2 separate regions of the Sus scrofa genome follow, and region 1 is linked to region 2. A link is a contact called in public Hi-C data. All regions are on one chromosome and are shown on one strand. Each heading gives the region's core, a stretch centred on a gene start, on an enhancer-like site or on the middle of the called end of the contact. The rest is flanking DNA. Distances are from core to core; before and after follow the strand shown.

Evidence for each region. A called contact is a pair of places that touch in the nucleus more often than the background predicts.
Region 1: a Hi-C map of embryonic fibroblasts shows a contact between it and region 2, with 2.2 times the contacts expected there. The contact joins two enhancer-like sites. A contact is called at or near these places in 2 of 47 Hi-C or Micro-C datasets (brain and embryonic fibroblasts) and 1 of 2 datasets of contacts at active chromatin or transcription factors (skeletal muscle).

What each region holds. Positions count from the first base shown.
Region 1 is chr13:48,135,382-48,141,682 of Sscrofa11.1, reverse strand. No RefSeq gene overlaps it. Among named protein-coding and RNA genes, the nearest start is that of LRIG1, 110 kb to the right of the region's middle. Within about 2 kb of position 4,837, at least 8 of the 83 cell types and tissues checked have an H3K27ac peak or open chromatin away from gene starts, as enhancers often do. A contact at or near this core is called in embryonic fibroblasts, where this site is marked.
Region 2 is chr13:47,936,913-47,943,649 of Sscrofa11.1, reverse strand. LRIG1 (leucine-rich repeats and immunoglobulin-like domains protein 1) reads left to right here. Exons shown (of 20, transcript XM_005669717.3): 6 at 411-554; 7 at 2,207-2,350; 8 at 4,834-4,977. Among named protein-coding and RNA genes, the nearest start is that of LRIG1, 87 kb to the left of the region's middle. Within about 2 kb of position 1,624, at least 6 of the 83 cell types and tissues checked have an H3K27ac peak or open chromatin away from gene starts, as enhancers often do. A contact at or near this core is called in embryonic fibroblasts, where this site is marked.

The sequences.
Region 1 (6,301 bases), core at 3,588-6,087, 190 kb before region 2:
TACAGAGATGGAAAACAAACTCATGCTTTCGAGAACTGGGGACAGGGTTGGGGTGGTGAGGAAATAGATTGAGTCTTTCTATGAAAGGAGAGAACAAGAGATCTTTGTGGTGATAGAACAGTCCTGTGTCTTGATGGTGGTGCTAGTTACTCAAATCTACACCCTATGATATAATTGCATAAAGCTACACACTCATACTCCACATATAAATAAATGTCAAGTGCGTATAAGATTAGTGTAATCTGAATAAGACCTGTAGATTGCACTGACACCAGTGTGCCAGATTTGATTTTGTGCTAAAGTTTTGTAAAATGCCACCACAAGAGGAAACTCTGTGGAGGGGACGCAGGCCCTCTCTGTATTATTTTCATTACATTCTGTGAATCTGTAATTATTGCAAAATAATTTTTAGAAGTTCCTGCTGTGGCGCAGTGGGTTAAGGATCCCCTGTTGCCACAGCTGTGGCCCAGATTCGATCCCTGGGTAACTTCCATGTGCCATGGGCATGGCTATAAAAGAAAAAATAACAGTAATTTTTAAAAAGTATCTTGGAAATTATTGGAACACTTCTACTGCAACATATCACTCAGTAAGCAGATTTGCTCAATGTATAGTTGAAATTCTGTAGAGAAATAAAGGGTGCTCTGGACTGAATTGCGTCTCCCTCAGAATTCACGTGTTGAAGCACTCAGGGTATTTGGAGATGTGGCCTTTGGGAGGAATTAGGTTTGAATGAGATATGAGGGTGGAACCCCCATGAGGAGATTAGTGCCCTTATAAGAAGACACTAGAGAACTCACTCTTGCTTTCTCCACCATGCAAGGACACAGCAAGAAGGCAGCTGTCCACAAGCTACCAAGAGTGGTCTTAACAGAACCCGACCATGCTGGCACCCTGATCTTGGATGTCCAGTGTCCAGAATTATGAGAAAATTAATTTCTCTTGCTTAGCTACCCAGTACGCTATTTTGTTACAGCATCCCTAGCTGACTAAGACAGAGGGAGATTATTACTCATTCTTGCATCCATTTTTCATTGATCCATTGCCCAGTGGTGATGACATATTTTGGCTCTCACCCCTGGTCACAAGGGGTCTGGTGTGGTTGTGGTAGCCATGGAGAGCATCCCTGGGCAGAGTGGGACTCTGAGGGAAAGATGAATAGACACTTGCCAGGAGGGATGGCTAAGGAAGAGTGTGCCAGGCAGGCTGAATCAAGACCCTGAAGTGAGACAAGGTACATGGAATAAAAGTAGTCCAGCCTGGATGGAGAAGAGAATAGGGGGTCAAAGGAGATGCGAAGAAGTAGGCAGGGGCCAGACAGCCTTTGGGGTTGTGACCACGTCTTGGTTTGCTTGGGACAGCCCCTGGGTATATCCGTTGCACCAGCGTAATTTCCATTGCATTCACTTTCCCTTTGAGCAACTCCCTCATTGAGAAGATAACTTAGTCCCCCTGCACTTGAGCCAGAGTGAGGATCCCACCAAATCCTGAGGATGGTGGGCCATCCTTTGCAGGATTTTTGGCCAGAGTGTTAAGGTGTTAGTGTCTCTCTCTCTCTCTCTTTTTTCTTTTTTGGCCACCCCGTGGCATATGGATTTCCCAGGTCAGGAATCAAATCTGAGCCACAGTTGTGACCTATGATGCAGCTATGGCAACAACAAATCCTTTAACCCACTGTCCTGGGCCAGGGATCAAACCTGCATCCTGGTGCTGCAGAGATGCTGCTGATCTTATTGCACCACAGCGGGAACTCCTCATTTTTATTTTTAAAAGACCTTGCTTGCTTCAGGGATTAGAGCTATTGCTCAAAGAAAAATAAGCTGACCTGAAGTACTGCTTATTCCTCACAAAGGGAAGGGGGAAAAATGGGGGTGGGGAGAAGACAGCCAGAGCCTTTGAAACCTAACAGGATCTTTGTGCTAAACTTCAAGGCCCTCACCTTAAGGTTGTAGTGAGGATGGCTGTTTTGTTTACTTCCCCCCATTCCCCACTTCCCCAACCCTCCCAACTCCCAACCCCATCTCCTAACCACCTCTCCATCCCCACCCCCAACCTCCTCCCCACCCTCCACCCTCTTCCAACCCTCCCACTGCCTATACCCACCCCTAGATAAAAAGCCACCTAACAAAGTTCAACCAGGGAAAAGGCAGGGAACAAATAGGGTTTGCCCTGTGGGACCAGGTCCTTTATCACCTTAGATGCTTTGCTCATCCGATTTGGAACTAAGGAGCCGGCAGTGGTCCATGTGGATGCCTGTACTGCAGAGTCAGAACAGCTCTGTCCATCCCTGCACCTGGATTTCCCTCTGCAAGACAGCCAGAATCCACCCTTTAGGACAGATGTACCGGTGCTTGAAATGATCATTTTGAGCAGAGATGTCCTGCAGGGTTTAAAAAAAAACAGACTTTTTCCCAATTTCTCCTATGCTTTCTAACCCTTAGGAAAGGGCCCATGCACTATGTCAAAGAATGCTTTGCTTCCTTTGTTCCAGAACTTTCTAAAGATCAATGAAATTCTCCAAAAGATTCTTCTTTTACTCCTTTATCCTCTTACCTCCATCCGTTCCCCCCCCCCATTATCTTTTTTTTTACTTGCCAAGCACAAGAGGAGTTTGTCTAGTGGTGATTTTTTAACTTCCTTCCAAATTGCTCTCTCTAAGCAGAGCCACAAACCCTGTTCTTAAGAATTTTTTACAGTACAGTATTCCCTGTTACACCAAGCCCTATTAAAAAGGAAACATTACCTATTTTCCATCTTTAGTTCAACTTTAAAATTAAATCTTTTTCCCCCCTGAGTGTGAAACCAAACCGGTCCCTGTCCCTTTAAGGCAGATCCATCATCCCAAATGTGGATGAGAGTTTGTATTGGCACCATCTTGAAAAGAATTATTTTCTGACCTTGCTGGGGAAAGAAAGCTTTCTGGCTCTTTGCTAGAGAAGGCCATTTTGATGTAAAGTGACATTTCTCAGATGCCCATCTTGGGAAGATTCGATGTGCAACCCCAAATTTCTGGCAGCTGAAAGCCTGGTCTCATCTGCCAGCCCTGGGCAGAGATAAAGAAAAAAAAAAAAAAATGTGGATGAGCAGCAGGCAGATGGTATTTCAACAAGAAGCCTTTTCTCTGAGCCCAGGGAGATGAGCTGGGGAAGGGGTCAGGGAGGGAGGGGGTAAGAAGGGGGAGCAGCCCTTCTCGCAGTGAGAGAATCAACAAAAAGAGACACTTTCCCCGCTTTTCAGTGAGAGGGCTGTTTCCCCTGTTTTCTAGCCCGTTTTGAGCACCATTTATTGAGAGGCGCCTTTCTTCTCAAGTCTTTTTATCCTGGGATGCTGAGCACATTCCCGTGTCCTTCTCCCAAAGAGGATTCTCCCACACTCCCGCCCAGCCGCCCTGCCCCGCCGTTCACAGCTTGCTGGGTTCTGCTGCTTTCCACTAGAAAACGGTTTTGTATTGTTTCTTCTTCTCACGTTCCTAAGACCAGGAATTTAAGAGGTGGAAAAGATCCTCTTGGTTTTTGTACAACAAAAGTTATCACCATCTTGTAAATAAACTATACTTCAATAAAACTTAAAAAAATATTGCTAGTAAAAAAAAATCATCTCAGAAAATAGCGACAAATCAAGGGCTTCTTCCTCTTCTTTTTCTAGCTTCTTTTGCTCTTTGGGGAAGGATATTGTAAGGGTGAGATAGGGAAAACTTGGCTTCATTCATTCTTGATTTATTTTCTCTTCTTGTATCTTCCACGTCTGAGAATTAGACTTATCTTTTTTTTTCTCTTTAATAACAAACATCAAAAGGAAAGCCATCAAACATTTTCCTTTGCCATCAGGTTTTTAGCATGTCTGATACATGAGATGTGGATGTACTTAAAGGTGGACTTGACAAGCAAATCCAGGGTGAGTAATGACAACAGAAACTCCTTCCCTACACAGAGCTGCCTAAAGCCAAGTCCCAGCCCTACTGCCATCCAGCTGTGTGACTTTGGGCGAGTTACTTAACCTCTCTGTTTTCTCCACCAGTAAGATTGAGACAGTAATCACACACATTTGTTAGGATTGTTATGTGGATTAATGGGGGTATTGCTGACTAGATGCTCAAGAAATAGTAACTTTTATGCTTATTATGTAACTATACCTTGACCATTATTAATATATCTGTATATATTAACTTACACATTTCTTTCTGGGCAGACTGTGTACCCTTCATTTTTCTAATAATTTTTCTAATAAGTAGAAAGCCAGGTATCCTGATATCCAAGGCCAGTTTACATCTTCATTTTAGTGTCTGCCCCCACCTGAGGCCCTTTAGCAGGAAGAGGCCCCAGACAGCAAGGCTCATGGAACAGAATTCCAGGGCAATGGGTTTTGGGAATTGGTTGCTTAAATAAATATCAGCGTCTGGATTATTTTTATTTTTTCTTTCAAAGAAACTTCCAGAATAAAATTGGCTAGATGGAAAATCCCAAAGCCCCTGTACATACTTCAGTCTTTGCCCTGAAGATTAGTTGTGGCACATGGGGTGGGGGGCGGAGAATCCCACCAGAGCCCTTCCCCCTTCTTTCAAGATCCCAAAGTCATTCAAGGTCAGGTGGGCCCCCAAGAAGCTCATGATTCTCCATACCCCAATCCGAACACTCCTCCTGGGGGAGAATGGTTTTCTCAAATCCCTAGCCATGGGTCTTCCAATGTCCCAATTTTATGCTTGTTGTTATGACTTATAAAAGCTCACTGGGTTTGTTTTGAAGACAGGGGAAAAAATAACATTACGCTATTTTAAACGCCTGCAAATATTTCAAATATGACCCAAGGCAGTAAAAATGCCCTATTTCCCAAACCACAAACCCCACTCCTTGTTAAAATCCAATTGCCATCTGAGTGTGGGATGAAGCGTCAGGATGCCAAGCCCTAGGCGTCACACATGTTGTCTTTCTTTGAGTGAAATGCTGTGAAATACTGTTGTCTCCACCACTTTCATTTCACCTCTCACAGTCAAAGCTCCTAAAACTGCTCGAAAACTATACTGCACAGGAACAACTTCTAGACTCCACTGCAGTCTGACTGGAAGGAGCAGGGCTGTGTGGAGAATGAAAAGGGAATGGAAATCATTTCCGAGAGCTCTCTTTTTGAGATGATAGAGATGGCAGAGCACAGGTCAGCATAAATGTGGCTCCCAGGCTTTTCTGGCTGTTTCCCTCTGGTGCTCAGAGCACAAGGACAGTTTCTGATTCATTTCAGGGAGTGCTGTGCCAAGCTCAGTGTCTGACACTGAGCACCTAGCAGACGTTAGTTGAATGAATGATCTATTTAAAGAATGAGGCCTAAAAGGGAAACAAAATTGGCATAACTCACCTTATTTTTACTCGATGTAAGTGAGTGGACTGTTTTATGTTAACCGTGTAGTTTAAAATTTAAACACAATATTTGTGCCTACATAAATAGATGAAAAAGGTAAAATGTCATAACATTGGGTGTTTGTTATTAAAGTTGGAGCTTGCCTTTGGATTATGACAACTTGATTTAAAACAAGGAATGGACTGTTCCTTACTCCACTTACTCTAAATTTCAGTGTTTTGCAATGTCAAGTCTTTCTCCGGGATCTAAACAGATGGTGACAAAGGGTAGGTGCCTTGTGGAGAAATTGCATCTGAACATTGATGTTTCTAGGTGATTGAAGGGAGAGCAGAGAAAAGCTGATGCCAGACCTGGGATAGAGCAACCCTGATGGCAAACCCATCTAACCTGGAGTGTCCCAGAGAAAAATCAGCTGCTTCTTTCCAAGTTCTAGCAGTCCAAGACTTGAACTTGACTAGGCAGTTTTAGGGAACAGAGAGCTTACATTTTTCCCCTTGACTTTTTTTTTTTAATAGCCACACCCACAGCATATGGAAGTTCCCAGGCCAGAGATTGAATCCAAGCCTCAGCTGCAACCTACACTGCAATTGCAGCAACACTTGATCCTTTAACCCACTGTGCCGGGCCAGGGATTGAACCCACACCTTCACAGTGACCCAAACTGCTGCAGTCAGGTTCTGAACCCACTGCACCATAGCGGGAACTCCACCTTGACATTTTTTTTTAAATTGAGGTATAATTGACATACAATATTATATCAGTTTCTGGTGTCCAACATAATGATTCAATATTTGTAGGTATTGTGAAATGATCACCACAGTTAGCCTAATTAACACCCATTACTGTTATTACTTACAAAATTGTCTTTTCCTGATGATAAGGACTTTTAAGATCTACTCTCTTAGCGACTTGCAAACATGCAATACAGTATTGTTAACAACAGTCACCACGT
Region 2 (6,737 bases), core at 375-2,874:
GATCTGCAACCCACTGAGCAAGGCCAGGGATTGAACCCACACTCTCATGGTTCCTAGTCGGATTTGTTTCCGCTGCGCCATGATGGGAACTCACAGATCCCTTTTTAAAAAAATTTTTATTGAGATACAATTGATTTATAATATTACCTTAGTTTTAGGTATACAGCATAGGGGTTCAGTTTTTTATAGATCATACTCCATTTGTAGTTTTTATAAGATACTGGTTATATCCTCAATGCTGTACAATATATCCTTGTAGCTTATTTATTTTATCCATGGTAGTTGGTACCTCTTGATCCCCTGCCCCCCATCGTGCCCCTCCCCCTCTTCCCTCTCTGACACATTTAAAATTATTTAGAGGTTCTTGTTTGGCTACTAACCACTGCGTTTTGTCTCCCAAACCATTCCAGAAACCTGGCAAGCAATCGGATCAGCACCCTAGAGTCGGGAGCATTTGATGGTCTGTCACGGTCACTGCTGACACTCCGGCTGAGCAAAAACAGGATCACCCAGCTTCCTGTGAAAGCGTTCAAGTTACCCCGGCTGACACAACTGTGAGTACAGAGACCTGCACTTTAATTAAGCTTATCTAAACTTTACCGAGGCCAGGCTTCCCCCAGGACCTCATCCAAAATGCACCCCCTTCCCAGCTCCCCCTCCATCAGGCTCTGCATAAACTACCATTAATGGCTGTGCGGCAGCACCTAATAAAAGCAAATTAGAAGTTGGGTCTGGTGCCTGCAGTCTGCCTCAGGTTGCTGAGAACCATCCATGGAGGATATTCACGCATGTCCTTGTTGGCACTTTGCAAAATGCCATGAGGAATTGTGTTGCTTAGCTGATCCTGGCTAATGCTTAGCCTGTATGGCTTGGGTTCCTTATTTATTGTTGAGGTTTCCGTGGGGTCTTTTGGGGTTTTTTTGGCCCCGCCCATGGCATGCAGCAGTTCCCAGACCGGCAATTGAACCCAGGCCACAGCAGTGACAATACTGAGTCCTTAATGATTAGGGCACCAGGGAACTCCAGTTTCTGTGGGGCTTTTTTTTTTCTTTTTTCTTTTTAAGGAACTGTATAACCTGTGCTGTGACCATTATGGGGTCCAATGTTGCTTAAGTGGTTTGAGAGGAAGTTAGTATAACCAGAGGTGGGAAGTGGAAGATGAGCCGACTTAATCTCATGAAGTAGTTGATTGATTTTTTTTTTTTTAAATAAAGATATATTTGTTTAGTTTTTTGACCAGCACAGCTGAGTGGCCTCCTAGAAAGTTCTAGGGTTTGTAGTCCAGAAAACCTCTATTTACCAGAACCTGGTGGACTGTTTGTTCCTTGGTTTTTTGGTTTTCCTCTGTCTTTTTTTTTTTTTTTTTTTTTTTTTTTTTATAGCAAAAGAGTGTATCACAGGAAAATAAGCCGATATTGGAGATTTGGTTTAAGCACAACAAAAGAGTTGCTCAGGGCCAGGACTGGGGGCAAGACCAGGTGCCCCTCAGCCTCCTCACTGCTGTTCTTACCCTGCACACACATGCATGGTGGGTCCTGGCTGTGCTCTCTCCAGTCCTGGAGGAGCTCCTTGGGCTCAGGACTTGGGTAGCTCATGAGACACTGCAGAAGTATTTGGGGAAAACCAGGGGCTTTCTGGTGAGGCTGTGTTCTCCCGCCCCTTCCTTGAGCGTGACTGATGGGCCAGTCTACCCAATTCCTGAAATCTTTGGGTTCACTGAGGTCTCATCATACTGGAGCTGGAAGGCTGTGTGTGTGTGTGTGTGTGTATGTGTATCCAGATGACCCCTCCTGAGTGCACTCACTTCTCTGTCGCTAGCGACCCGAGTACTGCCTGAGGGAGAAGTGTCATTGCCTTTTGAAACCCAGTGGTTAGATCTTCCCTAGGTTGAGGCATCTGGTGTGAATTTTTGCAGTGGAGCCAAGAGACAACTCGCCTAAGACATTCACATCTTGAGTCACTCCTGCTCACTGTGGAGTCATGGGTGCTTAGGGAGGAAATGGCCACTACGCTCACTCAGTTGTGGACGTGGTGGGTCCCCCTTTTACCCATTAGCAGGGACCAGTCAGTGTCTGCATGCACGTGGCCCCCACTGTGGGTTGGGCTTGCAGGACCTCTTTCCTGAATTGTTCCCAGGGGCTGTATGGGGGTGTTTGTGGGTGGGGTGACTAGGGGATGCTCTGAACCGCTGGCTTTGTCTCTGTAGGGACCTCAATCGGAATCGGATTCGGCTGATCGAGGGCCTAACGTTCCAGGGGCTCGACAGTTTGGAGGTGCTGAAGCTTCAGCGAAACAACATCAGCAAGCTGACGGACGGGGCTTTCTGGGGGCTGGCCAGGATGCACGTGCTGTGAGTGTGGGACTTCGGCTGGACCCAGCGCCCTGCCTGTTGGGACGTCAGCTTGGCCCTGCTTAGTGTCTGTGGGGACGTGGCCAGACCTCAGGGTGTTTTCCTTGCCAGTTAGGAAAATCTCTAGGGGGCGGAGGTGTCAGTAGACCAGGCGCAGGGAGGGGCTGTTTTGCTGGGCTGCTGCCCACCCCTGCTTCCTTCATGGACCGTGGGTTCTCCTTCCCACATTTTCTGCCCTCTCCCCCATACCACAGGAAGTGTCCTCTCTCCCTGCCTCAGGTTTGATGGTCTTTCTTGCTGTGCAGGTGGGCCAAAAATGTCGGGTTCATCCCGAGAGATTTATTTATGTTTTGTGAGTCAGTCAAGCCACGTGGTGCAGATGTTCCACTTTTATCAAGGGAGTGTTCGCTCCAGCCAGATGTGGACAATTGCGGGGCTTGCTGCCCGCCTGCCAGAGTCACGGAAAACCACGGCAGAGAAGCATCTGGAAAAGGGCAGACGAGGCCGTTTTCTGATCTTCAATTTTTAAACATTGAAATTTATTTTTTTAATCAAAAGAAATGGATACTGGTAGTTGAGCAATACCAGGGACTGAGGAAAGTGGCCATAGCAGCCCCCTCCAGCTCCCTCTTCTCTCTCTGCCCCAATTCCACTCCCAGGAGGCAGGCAGTTGCTTGTCACCATTTCCATTTTTGTGTTTCTCTGCTGGCAGTCTTGCTGGTGGTTACTCCCAAAGACACTTATTCCACTATGTTGATAAGTTAACATGAGATTCCTTGCTTTATGGTCAATGATTTAACCTGTTATCCACCCCCAACCCTGACTCCCTCCCAGACTCTCAAAGTTACACCATTCCGTTTATGTCCTTTATCAGTTATCTTGGCAACTGAAACCAAAAAACGAAAGTTTGAATTCAAGTTCCATCTACTCCTTGTGCCGTCCTCATGATCAGAAGCATCCCTCAGTGTCCACACCTTCACACACACACACACACACACACACACACACGCTTTGATTTATGAAATGATGGCCTTAGTGCTACTGTTTTGTTCCTCTCTCTGTTGTTCACCTCGGAGTGGCTCTACGTCTGTTTTTACATATTCAGGAACCCTTTTTCCTCGGAATCCTTAAAAACTGTCATTTTAGATGTTGAAACCCCGGCAGTGGTGTGCTGGGTGGCCTGAGAGTCAAAAGAGAATTGTCAAGGGAAAGTGGAGTTATTAGCACACACTGTGTGGTTGCCTGAAGCCTTTGTGATAGTGAGTGTGGAGCAGCATTTGCAGTGGTAGCTGCTGTTCCTGAGGCCAGTCATGTGGGGCAGCGTTGTCCCAGGCTGGGCTGTGCTGCGTCCAGAAGTGGAATGATAGTAGCATCCTTACTCTGTAAGCTCAGCAGGAGCTAAGTTCTCAGCACGGGTGCTTAAATTCTGACCCATGTTTTCTTCCCTCTCACACCAGCCCTGTGGAGTTGATACTTCTTGAGTCACTCCACTTTCAGGATGTTCAGGCTCATTTAAACACCCAGGTGGTAAAATTGCAAATTAAATCCAAGTAGTCCATTGTTGCCATCGTGGCTCAGCAGGTTATGAACCCGGCTGGTACCCTTGAGAATGTGGGTTTGATCCCTGGCCTCACTCAGTGGGTTAAGGATCTGGCTTTTGTGTGAGCTGTGGTATAGGTCGCAGATGTGGCAGGGATCCTGCATTGCTGTGGCTGTGGTGTAGTAGGCCAGAAGTTGTAGCTCTGATTCAACCCCTAGCCTGGGAACCTCCATATGCCTCAGGTGCGGCCATGAAAAGCAAACAACAACAACAGCAACAAAATCTAAGTAGTCTGACCCCAGAGCTCAAGCCATGCCTGTGGGCTCAGTGGTCCAGAGCCCAGACTTGATTAGCCAAACCTGGGTTTGATGGCTGGGCCCTAACTACTGGCTAAGCCCTGGAATGAGCTAGTTTCCCTAGCATCTCTCAGGATCAGTTTGCTCATCTGCAAGATGGTGATAACGATGAGAGCTACCTCCTCATCTTTCCCTTCTTCTTCCTGACGTGGGCCTGCCTGCTGTTCAGAGCTCCTGTGTGTGCTGGTTTATGGCTATTTGGCTAAACAGGTTGCTTCTCAGCAGCTTCTACTTGGCCCCTGAGCTCTGCTTTGGCCTGGGTCCTCACCATCATTCGTGCTGCCTCGCCTGTCTTCCCTCACCCCCTACATAGGCGCGCGCACACACACACACACACACACACACACACACAGAGGTGGAGGTGCACACACCCATATAAGTGCACACACATGCACACTTAGGTGCATGCATGCACGCGCACACACACACACACACACACATACATCACACACACGAGCAAACTGCTCATAGATCTTTCCAGCATTTTGTTAGGGACCAGAGTGGGACGCCAGTGGGCTGTTTCTTTGCCACCTGTGGGGCAGGTGCATGAGCCCCTGGGGTCCCTGCTCAGCATCCTGTCTTTGCAGGCACCTGGAGTTCAACAGCCTGGCAGAGGTGAACAGTGGCTCGCTCTACGGCCTCACGGCTCTGCACCAGCTCCATCTCAGCAACAACTCCATCTCCCGGATCAACCGTGATGGCTGGAGCTTCTGCCAGAGGCTGCATGAGCTGTGAGTGTCCCTGCTTGGCTCTGTGTGGGATTTAGGGACATGGCCTGGATGGGAAGGCTCTAGAGCCTGGGGAGCTCTTGGCAGCATCCCACAGTACAGTGGGTCAGGGGGCCAGAGCCCCTGCAGAGGAAGAACCGGAGACCTTTTGGGCCCCATTCACCAGAGCTTGACTCCCACCTTACCTCTACTCTGTGGCTTACCTTGGGTTTAGTAGGGCTACTATTGAAGGGTACCTGCTCTGAGAACCTCTGTTCATGTCGCTGCACCACATGACAGGCGTTGGTCTAGTGAGGGGGCCACAGGCAGACCTCTGTGTGCGACCTTGCACGTTCAGTTCCAGACCACCGCAGTGAAGCATGTGCCACATTAAAGCGAGTAATACAGACTTTTAGGTTTCCCTGTGCATAGAAAAGTATCTCTTTTTTTTCTTTTTAGGGCCATATCTGCAGTACATGGAAGTTCCTTCTGAGGCTGGGGGTCAAATTGGAGCTACAGCTGCTGGCCTACGCCATAGCCACAGCAGCGCAGGATCCGAGCCACATCTGTGACCTACACCACAGTTCATGGCAATCCAGATCCTTGACCCACTGAGCAGTGAGGCCAGGGATCGAACCCGCATCCACATGGATACTAGTTGGATTCGTTTCCACTGAGCCACGATGGAAACTCCTAGAAAAATATTTATGCTATACCGTAGTCTATTAAGAGTGCAATAGCATTATGTCTAAAAAAATGTTTAGGAGTTTCCGTTGTGGAGCAGTGGTTAACGAATCTGACTAGGAACCATGAGGTTGTGGGTTCGATCCCTGGCTTTGCTCAGTGGGTTAAGGATCCAGCGTTGCCGTGAGCTGTGGTGTAGGTTGCAGATGCGGTTTGGATCCCACGTTGCTGTGGCTCTGGCGTAGGCCGGCGGCTATGGCTCTAATTCGACCCCTAGCCTGGAACCTCCACATGCTGCAAGAGCGGCCCAAGAAATGGCAAAAAGACATAAAAAAAGGAAGAAGAAAAATACCTTCTTGGTAAAAAATGCCATCCATCATCTGACTGCACAGGGTTGCCAAAACCTTCAATCTGTTAAAAAAAAAAATGCAACATCTACAAAGTGCAGTAAAGCAAACCACAAGGTATGCCTGTATTTGGGCTCAAACGCAGAAATGACAGTGAACCTGAGAGACAGTAATGGCCTGAAGGTTGGGGAATTACTCATGTGTCCTTGCCGCTGTCTTTCCCTTAGACATGAGGCGCAGGACCCAGCCCCCCGCCCCCCCGCCGCCCCCGTGCTCTCCCTCGACCTGGTAGTGGGGCTCCCATGCTAACATGAACGTGTGCCCCCCACTTCCTTTAAAGAGATGTCTCGGATAGGGCTCCAGGATGGGACGGGCACCCCTGAGCTGGTGACAGGTTCTCTTCTTGGTGGGAGGGGCTGGGTCCTGCCTGGGTCCTTTTGGGTTGCTGCTCATGAAAAGCAGCATTGCAGGGACCTGGTAGACACAGCCATGTCTGTTGCTTTTCATCTCATGTCTAGAAGATTGGGTTTTTTTGGAGGAATAAAAAACGTCCCAAAAAAGATTCACCAACTACCATGAATACTAGAGTGCCAAGCCTTTGTCTCCCTTGTCTGTTTCTTGACCTCACCAGGCAAGTTACGGGAATGTTTAAACTCAGTGTTGAGTCTCACAGCTAGTATTTTTATCTATTCTTCTGTTTTCTCTCCCTTTCCCCTTCCCCCCACTGCCCCAGCTCCCCCACCTCCTTCCCCC